2 separate regions of the Mus musculus genome follow, and region 1 is linked to region 2. Evidence: chromatin contacts called from public promoter capture Hi-C data. All regions are on one chromosome and are shown on one strand. The core of a region is the stretch at or near the end of the contact, and the rest is flanking DNA. Distances in the headings are between cores, read along the strand shown. Region 1 holds the start of Tex19.1 (testis expressed gene 19.1). Region 2 holds the start of Sirt7 (sirtuin 7).

Region 1 (3,318 bases), core at 454-2,953, 520 kb before region 2:
GGGGTGGGGTGGGAATCAAGGAAAGACTGAGCAAGGTGGTAGTCAGTACCACAAATAGTAGCATCTGTGATAAACAGCCTCTCTCCTGGCTCCCAGCTCCAGGTCTCTGGCATGTTAATGTGCCAGGGCAAGAAGGAACCTACCCAGAAGCCTTTATTCCACAGGTAGCAGGTGGCAGGCAATAACTCCATCCCTAATTCTGAAGCTGTCAGGATGCTCAGCCTCCAGGGATTCAGGCTCTGATGGTACAGGCCGTGCTGCCCAACTTCTTTCCGAAAATGGGCCACCCACATCTCACCAGGGTCCAGCAACACCTGCCAGTGCTGGACCTGAGTCCTTACGACCCAGCGGACACGCATTGACAGCAGGTGGCACCTAGATTGGACGCTATCCAACAGGAGGACAAACTTCTGGTCTTGCAACCAGGATTGTGCTACTGTCTGGTCCAAGGGCCAGTGGCATCTCAACTCCAACAACACAGGTTGCCCAGGAGATGGCATCACATCAAAAATATCCCACCAAGTCAGAGGAGGGATGAGCTGGTGCGAGCAGGGAAAAAGCCCATCAAGTCTCCAGGGAAGGGCCTGGGTCCACTCAGCATCCTCAGGACCCAGATCCAGGGGTACAGCTTCCTGAGGAAAGAGCTCAGTGGGCACAAAAATGGAGAATAGTATGCCCTGTGTCCACACAGGGGTTGGCAGCAGGACCCCAGACCCTTCAGAGACACTCTGTGGCACATAAAGGGACCCCAATCCCCGCCATGCATCCTGCTCAGGCCCTGGCTCCTGCTCAGACTCTGACTCTGACTCTGACAAGTATTCCAGGAGATCAGCATCTTCCTCTTCCTCTTCCTCTTCCTCCTCTTGCCAGTCTCCCATCTCCAGGTAGAGTTTATTCAATAGGAAAGCTGCCTTGAAGCAAGCAAAGCAGATCTTCGTCTGTTCCCCATGGACAAGATGGTACAGCCATGCCTCATAGAGGCAGGACATGCCCCTGGCCCCATGGCGAACGCTGACTGGGGGACACATGGTCAAGAAGTCTGTCTGCAGCTAAGCGGACACACAGATTCAGACTTGCTCGATGGACTGAGGAGGTCAGGTCAACAGAACCACAGAGGCTAGAAATAAGTGGGAAAGGCGAGAATGAGAGAAACGGGAGAAAACAGGGCACAGTAGGTCTAGGGGCTTTGGGGCTCCAGGACACGGGGCAGTGGTACCAGAACTGGGTGAGAATTCAATGAATACCTCTCTGAAGAAGTAGACAGGCTTGAGCTTCCAGAAACTTCTTCAGCTTCACACTTGCTCCAATATATGGGGAGCTAGAAAGACAGAGAAAATGAGGTTTGGCTCACCCTGCTGGGCCCGCTGCAGGGCTCCCCTGAGGAGAGGGTGTTGGGGCTCTGGCCCCCGGGGTTCCCTGTTCACTCTGGACAGGCTGGGGTGACATCAGAGGTGTCCTCAGGGCTCAAGGCCCCGACCTCACACTTGCGCCCGGCTACCAACCAAAGAGGCCGGGAAGCCTACGCCAGGAGGATCTCCTCTCTGCCCACCGTGCTCCCACCCGACCCAGGCCCACCGCACCCAGCCCGGCTCAGCCCCCGGCCCAGTCCCTTTCCATCCTTACCTCCCTGACTGAGCGCCCAGGTGCCAGCTAATGGACTCCAGAGCCAGGCTCTCCTCGCTAAGCACTGAACACCAGGGAGGACGAACGCGGCCTTATAAAGGGCCAAGTCCCGCGATGCTCCAGCTCATTTACATATCTCCCATGAGGTCCCAAAGCAGCAGGAAGCGAAGGTGCTGAGTCACTCTGGCCCTGAGTCACTCTGGCTCTGAAGGCGCACATGCGGCCTGGCGCCCCCTACAGCGCGCATGCGCTGCTCCCTTGCGCCACCTGAGTGCCCTGTGTGCTTCCTGTGTGCTCTAGCGGTGCCCGATGTCCCCATCCCTGTGCCTTCGAGGGACTCGAAGGCCCGGGCTCAGAGTTGGGCCCGCGGCACATCTTGTTTGGAAAAGTCGATTCCTTCTTCCCTGTCTCTTTAGTAAAAAGTTCTTTAACACTTGGGAAACTGCTCGCTCAGTTCTCAACTGCAGCCTAAGCACAGTTGCCTGTCTATGGGTCTTTTTGTTCTTAAACAGACTCTTTAAAGAAATTCTTTGTAGGGGCTGGAGAGATGGTTCAGGGGTTAAGAGCACTGACTGCACTTCCAAAGGTCGAGTTCATTCGCAGCAATCACCTGATAGCTCACAACCATCTGTAATGGGATCCGATGCCCTATTCTGGTGTCTCTGAAGAGAGCAACAGAGTACTCTTAAAATAAATAAATAAATCTTAGCCAGGCAGTGGCACATGCCTTTAATCCCAGCAATTGGGAGGCAGAGGCAAATCTTACAAAAACAAACAACAACAAAAAACAAAACCCAAAATAATTCTTTGAAGAGTTTATCCTTAAAGGAGTTTGGGACTCAGAGAAAAACCAAGCAGAAAATAGAAGGTATTCCACCCTCCAATTCAGCCTTGGAGCATACAGATATATTTGTTAAAATCAGTGAGCAGCATCGCAGTCCACTCTGCACATCCCACCAGGTTGGATATACTGGTGTAGCAACGTTCCTCTGTCATCACAGGGCCAGTTTCACTCTTTCTACAGGCCCTCGGGGCTGCCCTCAGGGCCCTGCTCTCCCCAGACCCTGGACTCGACTTCTGCAACCATTTTGCCCTGTCCAGAAGGTCACGTCTGGCCTCAAGCATCCAGAAACTACCATGGTTTCCTTCCTTAGGATCATGAAGCTTGGTTTCCTGGGTGCTCTGGGACAGCAGGAAGCAAGTTTCACTTCAGAGTTCAGTAATACTCCATTAAAAGAATATATCCCTTTAACCACTCACCTTATAAAGAGTATCTCATTGCTCTCTGGGATTTTTATAAGTAAAGCTGCTATGTGGAGTTGCGATCTTGGCAGTTACCCGGAAGTCTTCACTGGCCCTGTGTAGTCTTCTATCCTTTATCCCACATTACCCTCCACCCTCACCTTCAGCCTTGTTTCTGTGTGCTCTTGACCTACTCAGCTGTCTCCTCCTCAGCTGTAACTAGCCAGATGTCTCTCCTGACTCTTGCCTTTTGACCTTAGTGTCCAATTGTCAACATTCGTGGTGTTGAGATGTGTCCCCCATCCCCATAGGACTGGATATTTTAACACTTGCTTCTCTGTCAGTGGGGCTGCTTTGGGGACCTTTAGGTGGGGTCGGCTGACAGATGTGCCCCTGTGATTAGCTTTTGAGAGTTCATAGTCTCACCTACCTCCGATCTTCTCTCATCTCCAT
Region 2 (3,304 bases), core at 31-2,530:
TTCCAGCAGGCTGGTCTCAGCTCATCTTTCAGTTCTATGTGTGCTCTGTTAGCCTTGGTGATCAGGGCCAGGGTTTGCAGCTTTGATAAACTACTTGGAGATGGTGAGGCCACTTCCCTGCTACCTCCCTCTCTGGTGTGGCCACTTGGCTAAAGCTCCCATCCGCAGCTGGGATGTCTGAGCCACAGCCTGCTACACTGTTTCCCCTCTGGGATCTTCTGAGTTACTTTTTTAGGCTGTGGTTTAGTGAAAGGAACCAACACATTAACAATCTCCCCAGAAGCCACTGAATAATTCTTGGCATATTTTCTCAGTGCCATTGGCCGCCTGGTTTGGGAGCAGTTGTGGAACAGAGGACAGATCGGTACCATACAGAGGCATGGGTTCGCTGTAGCTGCTCACAGTTTGCCTGTTCCTGGCGTGTGTCCTAGGTGTGTGCTATACCTGCTGGGCCAGCTACACACATACGTACCCTGCCCCTGGAGCAACGGCATTAATATAGCACGGGTGTCTCTGGAAGTGTGAGGTAGAGTGTTCTAGGAAGTGTTCCTGATAAGATTTCCTTGTTCTCTAGGGCCCCCGTTGGGCTTTTGGCCCCTCCAGCAACTTTATGCCCCAACCCCACTTTTCCTCCCATTCTCTGTCTGCTAGTCTCTGAAGCCTTTAACCAAATGGGAATGGGTACAGAAAGCCTTCTCCTGGCAACTTAGGGCAACAGGACAAGGGCTATTGTGTGTCCAGCTCTGTTGGTCTCCTGGTGCTGAGAGGTGTGTCCAAGCAGAGTTGATCAGCCCCTGCCTGCCCTGCAGGGCTGAAGCCAGGGGGAAGGTTAGTAGAGAGTACCCTAAATGGGGTGAGGGTCCTTCAACATCCAAGTGAGGAGGGGCTGTGGTGTGGCTGCAAGGTGAGACCCTGTCTCCTGCACCTGGGTAGGGCCATAGGGGATCTGGCTGCAAGGTGAGGCCTGGACTTGGAGAGCAATCAGTCTCCTGGCCTCAGCAGGCAGCAGCCTTGGTGCCCACCCGTGCCCTGCGCAGTATTTATTGCTAAATTATTGTCCAGGAGGGGCGGCACTGGGCCTGGCCCCCCGGGTATTTATTGCTGTACATAGTGTATGTTTGTGATATATAAGGTTTTCTTTATTTTGTATATGATCAATAAACGCCTTTTAAAGAGATCTGGTGGTATTTCTTTGAAATCCCGAAGGAGCAAGGGTGGGAAGGGCGAGCCGGAAGAGGTGGAAAGGGCCGGGCCCGCGCATGCGTCTCTGTAGCTGCCGGATGAGGCGGAAGCGGAAGCCGGAAGCGCAGTCAAAGGAGCGATGGCAGCCGGTGGCGGTCTGAGCCGCTCGGAGCGCAAAGCTGCTGAGCGGGTCCGGAGGCTGCGGGAGGAGCAGCAGCGGGAGCGCCTCCGCCAGGTGAGCCACTGCCGTGCCCGCGCTCGCGCCGGCGCGCGCGGTCGCTCACCCGCTGCTCGTCCGTAGGTGTCACGCATCCTGAGGAAGGCGGCTGCAGAGCGCAGCGCGGAGGAGGGCCGGCTCTTGGCCGAGAGCGAGGATCTGGTGACCGAGCTGCAGGGTCGAAGTCGGCGGCGTGAGGGCCTCAAGCGCCGCCAGGAGGAGGCGAGTCGCGGGCAGCGGGTGCTGGGCGGCGGGCTGCGGGAGGCGAGCGGCGGCAATAACCAGCCTGGCTCCTATCAGGTGTGTGATGACCCGGAGGAGCTGCGGAGGAAGGTCCGCGAACTGGCCGGAGCTGTCCGAAGTGCCAGGCACTTGGTTGTCTACACGGGCGCTGGAATCAGCACAGTGAGTGAGGGCCTGCGCGTTGCTTCGGGTGTGAGGCGCCCCCTTCTGGGATGCAAACTCGGGCTGTACAGTGCTGGAGTTCAAAATCTCGCTCACCTTTGAAGTAACTTCAAGGTGTCCTTTCTCAGAGACCCGAAGCAATTCTAGATTTAAGACTTAACTAAGGCAACGTGACAGTGGTGGCACATTCCTTTAGTCCCAGCACTTGGGAGACAGGAGGATCTCTGTAATTTCAAGATCAGCCTGGTCTGCATAGGGACTGCATAGGGAGTTCTAGGTCAGCCAGGGCTAAAGAATAAGTCAATAAATAATAATTAAGCTAAGTCAAAGAGTTACAGAATGCGTAGTTTCTGACTGCCAATCAAACATGGAACAGTAGTAGGGCATAGTAGCCAACTGCCTGCTAATGCCTTCTCCCTTAAAGTGCAGACAAATTGATCGATTTACGTGATGTGGACAAACTGGAGCCCTAGTCTTTCTCCTGAGCCTGTACTCCTTGAAGAAAGATAAATGGAAAACTAGTGTCGAGTCCCAAATCTCCAATCTCAGGACTCAGGAGGTGGGGCCTGGTAGAGGAGGAAGATCAAGATCAAACTCTTGAGAGCAGCCTGGCTCGAAGCTCCATGCAAGACCCTGGCTCGGGGAAAAAAAAAAAAAAAACCAGACAGAGTCCTGGTACAATAGGTACATTTGAGAAATGCTGTCCTCTTGACTCTGAGAGCTCTCCTGGGAAGGCTGAGGGATGACTAGCTTTGAAGTTGAATATTTGACCTCAGGCGAACTCGGCTTCTATTCTGAGAAGCCCTGAGGTGGTCTGGAGAGATGGCTCAGTGGGTAGCGTGCCTGCTATGCAAGCGTGAAGACCCGAGTTTGGACTCTCAGAATCCATGTGAAGAAGCTGAGCAGTACCACACTCTGTAACCCCCAGAACTGGGAAGATAAGCTCAGAAGCCCCCCTGAAGCCCTCTGGCTAGCAGCCTAGCCAGATCCACGAGCTGCAGGTGCATTGAGAGACTAACAACTACAACAACAAAGGTGGGGGAGGCAGTGAGAAGCTCACTGAATACTTAGGCACTTGCTACCAAGCCTGGTGCATGAGTCCGGTCCTCAGAGCTCACACAACAGAAGAGAACTGACCGCCACAAGGTGTCTTCTGACTTCTACTTGTGCATCATGACCCTTGCACGACGTCCCCTTCAACAAATGTGTTAAGAAAAAAAAAATAGTTAAGGTGGACCGTGAGCTTCACACACTGACACGTGTAACGCACACCTCTACACACATGTGCACACATGCAAACACGAATACAAACACATACACAGACAAAAGAGGACCTTTGTTACAAAGGTAGCAGCCAGCAGTCACAAGCACACAGGTGCAAAAACAACTATAGGGCCAGACACAAATGCCAGAACTGGAAAGCCCTAGTGTGGCCTTGCTGCTGTGGTGGCATTGAGTAGGGCTCTGCAGGGAATTGTGGGGACAGTGGCCCAGGAGCAA

The links. Promoter capture Hi-C pulls out the DNA fragments that hold promoters and counts their contacts.
Region 1: a contact with region 2 is called in a promoter capture Hi-C map of stem cell-derived epiblast-like cells, with 2.8 times the contacts expected there. The contact joins the promoter of Tex19.1 here to the promoter of Sirt7 in region 2. A contact is called at or near these places in 2 of 39 promoter capture datasets (liver and stem cell-derived epiblast-like cells) and 1 of 115 datasets of contacts at active chromatin or transcription factors (pancreatic cancer cells).

What each region holds. Positions count from the first base shown.
Region 1 is chr11:121,144,528-121,147,845 of GRCm38.p6, reverse strand. It overlaps Tex19.1 (testis expressed gene 19.1), which reads right to left and starts at 1,703. Exons shown (of 3, transcript NM_028602.3): 1 at 1,624-1,703; 2 at 1,245-1,318; 3 at 1-1,117. The coding sequence starts at 1,028.
Region 2 is chr11:120,622,990-120,626,293 of GRCm38.p6, reverse strand. It overlaps Sirt7 (sirtuin 7), which reads left to right and starts at 1,280. Exons shown (of 10, transcript NM_153056.3): 1 at 1,280-1,417; 2 at 1,484-1,621; 3 at 1,700-1,804. The coding sequence starts at 1,322. It overlaps Mir6936 (microRNA 6936), which reads left to right and starts at 1,418; the gene lies at 1,418-1,471. It also overlaps a transcript of Mafg not described here.